Linked DNA regions of Cricetulus griseus: region 1 is linked to region 2. A link is a contact called in public Hi-C data. All regions are on one chromosome and are shown on one strand. Each heading gives the region's core, a stretch centred on a gene start, on an enhancer-like site or on the middle of the called end of the contact. The rest is flanking DNA. Distances are from core to core; before and after follow the strand shown. Region 1 holds the start of LOC100774011 (serine/threonine-protein phosphatase 6 regulatory ankyrin repeat subunit B). Region 2 overlaps LOC100774011 (serine/threonine-protein phosphatase 6 regulatory ankyrin repeat subunit B).

What was found. A called contact is a pair of places that touch in the nucleus more often than the background predicts.
Region 1: a Hi-C map of fibroblasts shows a contact between it and region 2, with 3 times the contacts expected there. The contact joins the promoter of LOC100774011 here to the enhancer-like site in region 2. A contact is called at or near these places in 3 of 8 Hi-C or Micro-C datasets (the CHO-K1 cell line and fibroblasts).

What each region holds. Positions count from the first base shown.
Region 1 is chr2:409,356,408-409,360,534 of CriGri-PICRH-1.0, reverse strand. It overlaps LOC100774011 (serine/threonine-protein phosphatase 6 regulatory ankyrin repeat subunit B), which reads left to right and starts at 1,833. Exons shown (of 28, transcript XM_035440952.1): 1 at 1,833-2,061. The coding sequence starts at 2,035.
Region 2 is chr2:409,115,139-409,119,540 of CriGri-PICRH-1.0, reverse strand. LOC100774011 (serine/threonine-protein phosphatase 6 regulatory ankyrin repeat subunit B) reads left to right here. Exons shown (of 28, transcript XM_035440952.1): 17 at 1,614-1,685. Among named protein-coding and RNA genes, the nearest start is that of Pgap1, 100 kb to the right of the region's middle. Within about 2 kb of position 2,425, at least 2 of the 6 cell types and tissues checked have open chromatin away from gene starts, as enhancers often do. A contact at or near this core is called in the CHO-K1 cell line and fibroblasts, where this site is marked.

The DNA.
Region 1 (4,127 bases), core at 584-3,083, 240 kb before region 2:
ACACACCACAGACAACCTGAGTTGTGTTTGAAAAGAGTCTGGGGACAATGACTTTGTGGGGAAAGTGTGTCTGATTATCACTTATGGCCAAGGAGGGGGACCCAGGAGGGTGCTTCCTCAGGTCCCCTTCTCTGCAATGAGTTGAACCCAATCTCTAGGGTGGGTTAGAGTAGCTTTGGGATTTAGCTGTTCACCAGCTAGCATGGGTTGGTGATATGCAAGGATGTAAACAACTGCGGTCACTCCCCTCTACCATGAAATCTTCGGTGAGGCACTGACACGGGGAGAAAAATCTATAATTGGTTTGTGAGGGAACTACAGAGCACTCTCTAGCTGTGACTTGTTCAACAGGCCTGAAGGCTTGCTCCATGGCCTGCTAGGGGCACTTATGGCTTCCTGGGAGTGCCCCCACCTCTCACTTCCCTGATTAACTTTTCTTTCTAGATCTCAGCTTTCCCCCTCTCTCACAGAAGCCTGCCCTCATCCACCAATCTGGTCTGGCCTTTTCCTTCACAAGTACCCCTCCTCATGACCCCTTATCTCAGTCTGAAATCATATCAATCAGCAATGACTATCTGGTTTATCTGAGCATTTTACTTGCGGTTTCTATTGTTGTAATAAAAAAAAATGACCAAAAACAACTTGTGGAAGAAAGGGTTTATTTCCACTTACACTTCCACATCACTGAAGAAAGCCAGGGCAGGAACCTGGAAGCAGGACCTTGGAGGCAGGAACTGAAGCACAGGCTATTTACAGACTTGCTTCTCATGGCTTGCCCTGCTTGCTTTCTTACACACCCAGGACCAATCATCCAGGGGTGCCATCCCTCACAGTGAGCTGAGTCTTCCCAAGTTAATCATTAGTCAAGAAAACACTGCATCGGCTTGCCCCCGAGTCAATCTGGTGAGGGCATTTTCTTAACCGAGGTTCTCTCTTCTCAAATGACTACAGTCTGTGTCAAGCTGAGGTAAAAACTAGCCAGCCCAGTATCTTATCTGCTTACACCCCGTTTTATTCCATGCCTATCCTCTGCCTGAATTAATAAGTTATCTTCCCAGATTTCAGAAGCACTACGGATTGCTACCACTGTATTAGAAACCCATGCTGCTGGGCAGCTGTCTTCTGTCTGTGGGCGGGGCGGGAGGGGAGGGGGGAGCATGGCAACTTACACACTAATTCAGCAGGATTGTGCAGCAATTTAGAACTGTTCTCTTTTTTAATTTTTTTTCTTTTTCTTCTTCTCATTGCTACCCCAGCCCCAAGTCCAGGCTACCAATTTAGGGTAGTGTGTGGTTTAGCTAGGAGGTGGCTGCAGAAGTTGAAATGAAGGGCCCGAGCCCCTGTTCCTCCCGCCCCTACGTGTTAGGGAAATACTGGAATCCTGAGCCCAGGGCCTCCGCTATGTTAAACAAAGAGACTGTCCACACTGCGGCCAGGTGGCAGAAATTTGGAGCGCTGGAGCAATCTGATTAGGGAAGAGGTTTAGGGAAAAGGGGGTGTGACGCAGTCTCCAGGGTGAAAGTTGGTGGCTTGTGAGTGGCAAGATTTCTGGGCCCCTGGGGTGTGTCTGCGAGGGCTTGCCATCAGTCGCGTGCGCGAGGGTGGGATTGCTGGGGAGGGTCGCCGTCAGCCCCCCACCCCCCATCCTCGGGCTTCTGACAGTGCGGGGTGCAGGTGCGGGAGGGCGCCGGGGCCGCGGGCTGCGAGGAGCCGCTGCGGGCGGCAGGAGGCAGCGTCGGCCCGGGCGGCGCGAGGGAGGCAGCGCGCGGTGATGTCAGTGGCGGCCCAGCTGGCAGCGGCCGGCACTTCCTGTATAAAGGCGGGCGGGCCGGGCTGCGACTCCCGCGAGCCGGGGTTGGGCTCTGGGCTGCTGGCGGCAGCGGCGGCGGCGGCGGCGGAGCAGTGGGAGGGCTGTCACATTCGGGAGCCCGGCTCCTGGCGGGTCCCCGCGCTGTCCCTTCCGTTTCCCCGGCTCCTGGCGTGACATCTGCGGAGCTGAGACCTGTATGTGTGCGCGCGCGCGGGAGCGGAAGAATGGCAGTGCTCAAACTCTGCGACCAGGTAGGGACGCCGGGCGCCGGGCGCGGGGCGCGGAGAAGGGGGCGCGGCGGGCGCGGCGTGGAGCGGAGCGGAGCGCGCCCGGAGCTGTTTACGCGCAGGCTGGAGCGTGCACGGCCGGCCGCGGGGCTCAGCTCCCGCGCAGTCTCCGCCCTGGGCCGTCGCAAGTGCGCGTTCGCGGCTGGAGAGGGTCGGCAGGGTGCGGGAGTGGCCGCCGTGCGCGGGGGACGCGGGCCGCCGCCGCAGCGACCGGGGGAGGGGGAGCCTCGGGCCGTGCTGCGCACTCGGGAGTAGTCAGGCTGGGGTTGTCCCGGGGAAGGCTGCCCTCGGGGTCAGGAGGAGGAGGAGGAAGGTGGACGCCGGGAGAGAGGCTCGCAGCTCTGGACCTCTCCCCCTCGCCAGGCAAGAGACTGGCCCGGATCCCCGCTCCGGTGCGGCCGGTTGTCTTCATCCGTTGGATAGGACATCTCGACTTCCTCTTTAGTTGCCCAGAGGCTGGGTGTAGGGTGCGGGATGGGGGTGCTGAGAGATGCGCGCTGGGCTCCGATCTCCCAGTCGGAGGTGAAGTCAGGTCCCAGGGTGAGCTTGCAGATGCTGGTGCGCATCAGCTTTGTTGCTTTTCTGGCTGAGACGTCACACCAGGCAACCCTGGAGTTCTGCTTGAAGCAATGGGGTTATTTGGTGAATCCTATTGACAGTCCTTGCTACACAAGTGGACATTGACACTCATGGAAGCCCAAGCAAGTTGCGAGATTGAGAGACAAAACAACAAAACAAAAAACCCAAACCTCTTTGCAGCTCTTTAAATGAAAAACAAAAACAAAACACAAAACAAAACAAAAAAACATGTTTTTCCAGGCCCGGGTTTATTCATCCACAGTGAAATATTGTTTTGGGGGCCTGACAAACGGAGAGGCAGTCTTGACTTTGACACACGGTGCTAGACAGGCCATTAAACACCTCAAACTATTACTGCTACGACTACTACCACTTTCTCCTCCTCCTCCTTTTTTGATTTTTTGAGACAGGGTTTCTCTGTGTGGCTTTGTAGACTATGCACCATGCTGGCCTTGAACTCACAGAGATCCGCCTGTCTCTGCCTTCTGAGTGCTGGGATTAAAGGTTTATGCCACCTCTGCCCGGCTTCACCTCAAACTTGTTAAGAGGTGTCCTACTAGTTAGTATCCAGTCAGAATGTCCTGCAACTTAAATACAACCATTGCAGCTGTGATACACAGTGATTTCTTTTGCTCTTTAGATTGAATTTACTCAACTTGTTTTCCTTACATATTTACTGTGTCCTTTCTTTCCCTTCCCCCACTCCATTCTAGTCACTGAGTTAAAAAGTCTGTTAAATTTAGCAGGGAGAGCAGCTGTTAATTGTGATGAACCTGCCCCTCCTCATTGGCTCCTGAACATTTAAAGTGCTTGTAAGTTGATACTAGGATTTTCTCTAGCCTTTGTTCACAATTTTCTCCAACTGTTAGATAGTCACTTCTTTTAAGTCTTACAATTGTATCGAGAGTCCAGGTCCTGTCACCATTGATGGTACACATTCCTACACTTTGTTAATTCCTAACCATTGTGGTTCTAGTAGGCATTGTTATGTTATATAGGAAAGAATTCCATGCAGAATTTTACTTATAAAGATGCAAATCATCTTTCCTGAATTCCTTATCTTCTGAGTAGAAAAGGCTGACCTGGAGAAGCAAGCAAGTCTTTCTCAAGACCCTCAGCTGTTGGCTGGAGGTCTCACCTCCCAGGCTCCTCTAGCAGCAGAAAGCTGAGGCCCAGAGACACCTCCTTCATTTCCGCAGAGTGTTGAAATGGGGTAGGAGAAGGCACTTTCTCCTAATGTGCTTCAGCCCTGGTGAAGAGTGGCCTGCTGTGCCCATCATCATCGGCTTATCATAGTAGGGCTCTCAAAGATGTTTGTCTGTGAAAATGCTTCTAAATGTATCCCCTCTCTTCCTCCAGGAAACTGTCACCAGGGAGAAAGAGCTGTAACTTTCATTGGACTCCATCTCCTGATGTATAGAAAGAACCAAGGAGTTCTGTGACTCAAGAAC
Region 2 (4,402 bases), core at 1,176-3,675:
TATCTCACTGTCTTGTCCAGACTGGTCTCGAACTCATGCTGTAACCCAGACTACAAAATGAAGTCTTGCTTGTGCGACTTTTGTTGTGTTCCTGCTTAATCAACATTGGTTGATTCTGCATCTCCAGTTACCCAGCCCAACTGTCTCTATCTGTCTCTAGTGCTCCCTGCTGGTCCATGCCATGGCATTTCTCTTCTAAGCTGTTGCTTGAGCTCCTAGGTGCGGACATTGCCCCCATCATTGTCACACTGGAATCAGACATTTAGATCATGCCATTTCTCTACTCAAAACACGTTAGTGAGTTTCCACCACACTGTGGATCAAAGACAAAATCTTGACCACGTAGGGATCTTCCCAGCATCCTACCCTCACCTGTTTCTTCCTCTGCATTCTCATCCCACACCCCCATTGCTCCAGCCTCCTTGATGATATTAAGAACACCTGTTCCCAAGGAGCTTATTGTTTGCCCATACTTCTCCTGGGGATGCCCAGATAGCCACATGGCTCTCTCCTCTTGCTCCAGATTAGGCTTGGCCATCACCTACTCAGTGAGGCCCGCCCCATTGCTGTGTGTAACGTTGCAGAGGGATTCCCCTCAAGCCCTCAAAACCCCCATCTCTGCTCCATTTTTCATAACACCTCATACAATATATGAACTCTGTAGCTTTCCTATTGTATGTCTACCTCCATGAGAAAGCTGACTTTTGCTATTGGCTCTTCAGTACAACATAATCATTCTCTAATCATTACTGCACCCAGTAATCGTTCCCTAAATGTCTGTTACATGAATGCATTCTCCATGCGTGTCTCATGCTACACTCATCTTGTTATTGATTGGGGGATTAATGTCTAGGATGAATAAGCAAAAAGGTTTAACAGTAGTCCAGGAGCGTGAGTACCATCGTCCTCTCACTCTTCCCAGCACCACAAGATTTTTTTTTTTTTTTAATTCATCGCTATCACTTGGTACATTTCATTGACCCTTCTCCCAGTCCTCTGTTGTTACAATGTTGCTTCTCTTACATCTCATTGTTTCAGACTGGAAATATCACCTTGGAGAGGCCTTCCCTTCCCATGGGTCCAGGGTAACCCTCAGCCTCGTATTCCACCACCATGTTTTATTTTCATGGAGGCGCATGCCACTTCAAATGCTTCCTTGTTTGTATATTTATTTGTCTGTGTTTGGTTTCTTTTTCTAAACTGTAAACTTCATGACAATAAGGGAACTCACCTATTTTTTCCCAACAGTATTTTCTGTAAATGTGTATTTGATAATGAAATAAACACCAGCTATCATTTTTCACTATGAATTCTCTCGGGGAAATAGATGTAATATGCATGATATTTTCTGGATTGGCAAAGAAGCATCTTTTCAAGTACAAACATCTCTTTTGAGTAGCTAGCAAATGTCAAGTTGATCGGGAAGCTTAAGTCCTTGGTTTGCATGTCAATTGGAGACAGTGATACTTGATCTTGGCACTTTGTTTGCTGATACGCTGTAAAATTGTCTTGACGTTTGAAGCCTCGCTCCTTACTTATGCCCATGTTAGTAACCAGAAATCACAATTTCTTAATGACTCTTTTATTTATTGGTTTATTTTTTGTCTCCACAGCTTTTGGAAAGAACCAACACTGATTTTGAAGAATCAGATTGCGTTGCTCCCAAGAGTCCACTCCACTTAGCGGTAAGTGAACTGCCATGGGCAGCTTCCCATTTGTCTCACAAAGAACAAGTTCAAAAAAGTTAGCCTGCTGTTGAGATGTAGCCCAGAAAGGCAGTGATCGGTGCTAATGAGAATAGCAGAGGGTTGAAAGCATAGGCAGCCAAGAGAGCCTACTTCACATAGGCCTGGCTTCACCAGCCTCTCCTTACATACAGTTACCTACCTTGTCCTCCGTGTCCCATCTGTAGAACGGGGACAAATATAAAGATGAAGCCTGCATAAAGTTGCTACCACAGCAGGTATAATAAGTGATCACCGTAAGCTTTAGTCATTTTTTTATATAAAGGAAACATTTTGGCTGAAGATCTGATTATAGAGAATGATATGCAAATGTTAAACCTATGAATAATCAATGTCACATTTTCAAATGTCACAATTAAAACCTGTGTGGGTTTTAAACAAACCTATGTGAGAATAAAAGGGGTAGCAACTGTGTCATTCTTCCTGGTTTGCCTTTGGGCCTCCAGGGAGGTCCTGGCTCCAGTGTCCATGCTGGAGAGATCTGGGAGGGACAGAGCTCTCACTAGCAATACTCACTCCCCACCTCCTGGTAATCAGGGGAGACTTTTGACTCCTAAACTCTTCCTGGAGGTACTTCCACTCTCATAACTCTGCTTCAGATGGTATCTGACTCACTCTTAGTGATTGGCAGCTGTTTGAAAGAGCCCTGCTGCCTGGCAGTCACACCCAGCCACAGCCAGCTCGCCTGCCCCCAGCACTGTTGAATGGTGAACACTCAGTCATGCGCTAGTCATAGAGGTCCAGATGGTATTTAGATGTGTCTTTGTTTAGTAAATACAATGGGACAGGATTCAAGGAGAATGAAAAGGAGCCAGGTCTACTTTTAACAGGTACATTTTATCTATATGATGCACAAACACTTCTTTAGTGTTATTCCAATGAAAGTTTAGAGAGGGGAATGTTTTATTAATAGGTACCAGTGGGCATTCCTACAAGGTGAGAAGAGACAAGGCCTCGACACAAGGATTGGGAGTGTCCAGGGCCAGTCACTCTGTGAGGAGCCCACCCTCCACTGCCTGTGTCCCCACATACTTGCCAGCATAGCTGTAGAGCCCACTCATAGCCTCTGACACACCCATCAACACATCCACTAAACACATAAACCTTCTCTCATGCACACATACATTTTGGATGCTGTGAAATTAGCCATCGATCTTGGTTCCAGGAGGTAGACTTGGATGGAGAAGGTGGGTGGGCAGTGGCGTGCTCATATGGACAGGGTTTCATAGCAGTTGGCTCTGAGAGCAGGCTGCTCTTTCAATCCTGTGCAGCTGTCTTCTGTACCCAAGCAAGGTCCCCCGTGCTGCTGTCAGCTGTGCCTGACCCAGCTGTGCCAGAGCTGGGTATGCATAGATGCTCTTAGCCAGGGTTTATAGAGCCAAATCCTCATGCCCTTTCTACATGGAGCTGACTGAATTGCTACTGAGAAGAGAGTTCTAGGCTTCCAAACATTCTATCCTCATTTCTGCCCCCCTCCCCAAATTATTTGCTTTGTGTTCACTGTGTGTGAGGTGTGCTTCTGAGCTCTCTGGGTCTCCCCTCACATAGGGAAGGGTGGCATGGTGATGACACCATGGCAAAAGCAGTGCTGCAGCTGGCAGGGGGGGTCAGAGAAGACAGGGAGAGGCAGTGCTAGATGCCACTCTTCTCATCAGTAACTCATCTGAACATGTTTTCTTCCACTGTAAATTAAAGGGGGTGAATTAGTTAAGGTTCCTTTGAGTTTGTCAGTTTGTTAGTTGTGTGATGTTGGCCAAATACCTAACGTCTTGTGTCTCAGTTTCCCCACCCATCAGAAGGAAGGGATATCAGTGCCTCATCAAGAGCCATTGTGGGAATGGCATGAGCTAATTGGGGTAAAGCAATTAGAAGAGGATCTGGTGGCCCCTGTGTGTCAACATCCCAGCTTCATCCTCATCAGTACCAGTCTCTGTCCTCCAGGGGACACACACTGGCTATGAATAGTGCCAAACACTTTTCTAGGGGGAGATGTTACAGGGGAGGAATGAGGCCTCTGTCCTTGAAGAGTTTCCCATACTGAAGAGATATTAGCAAGTAATTGCAGGCCAGATGGTAATAAGTGTTACAGGAGAAAATGGAATGGAATCCATGCGGTGGAGTATTGAGGTGGCAGACAGGGTGCTATTTTACAGAGCTTAGAATATCACATCTGCACAGTGGGCCTGAGAGCTAGTCCCACTGCTATCTGACAGAAGGTGCTGGGCACAGGTGTAAAGTCCTGGCATAGGAGAATGCTTGGCATGTCCACAGAACAACAGTGTGGCCACCAGAGTGGGGAGAGAGCATGGGGAGAACAAGAACAGCCGCCACAACATCTCACAGGGCCTCCTAGTCTGTGGTAACAACTTTGAGTTTACTCTGAGCAAAACAGAAATCAATTGTTCAGATTTGAGGAGATAAAGGAGATGGTGTGACTTAGGTCTCAAAGGTCACAAACTTACAAAAGAATAGAAGCCAAAGCCACACGTAATGGGGTGACTCGACCAGAGTCATCCCAATGGACTTTTCCTCTACAAGCTAACACTTAATTTTTTTTTTTTTTTTTTTTTTTACTTCAAGTAAAAAAAGTAGGCTCATCACCCTCTCCAGAGTTTACTGGAGCAATTACCTTTATAAAACCCAAGGCATATTGTTCT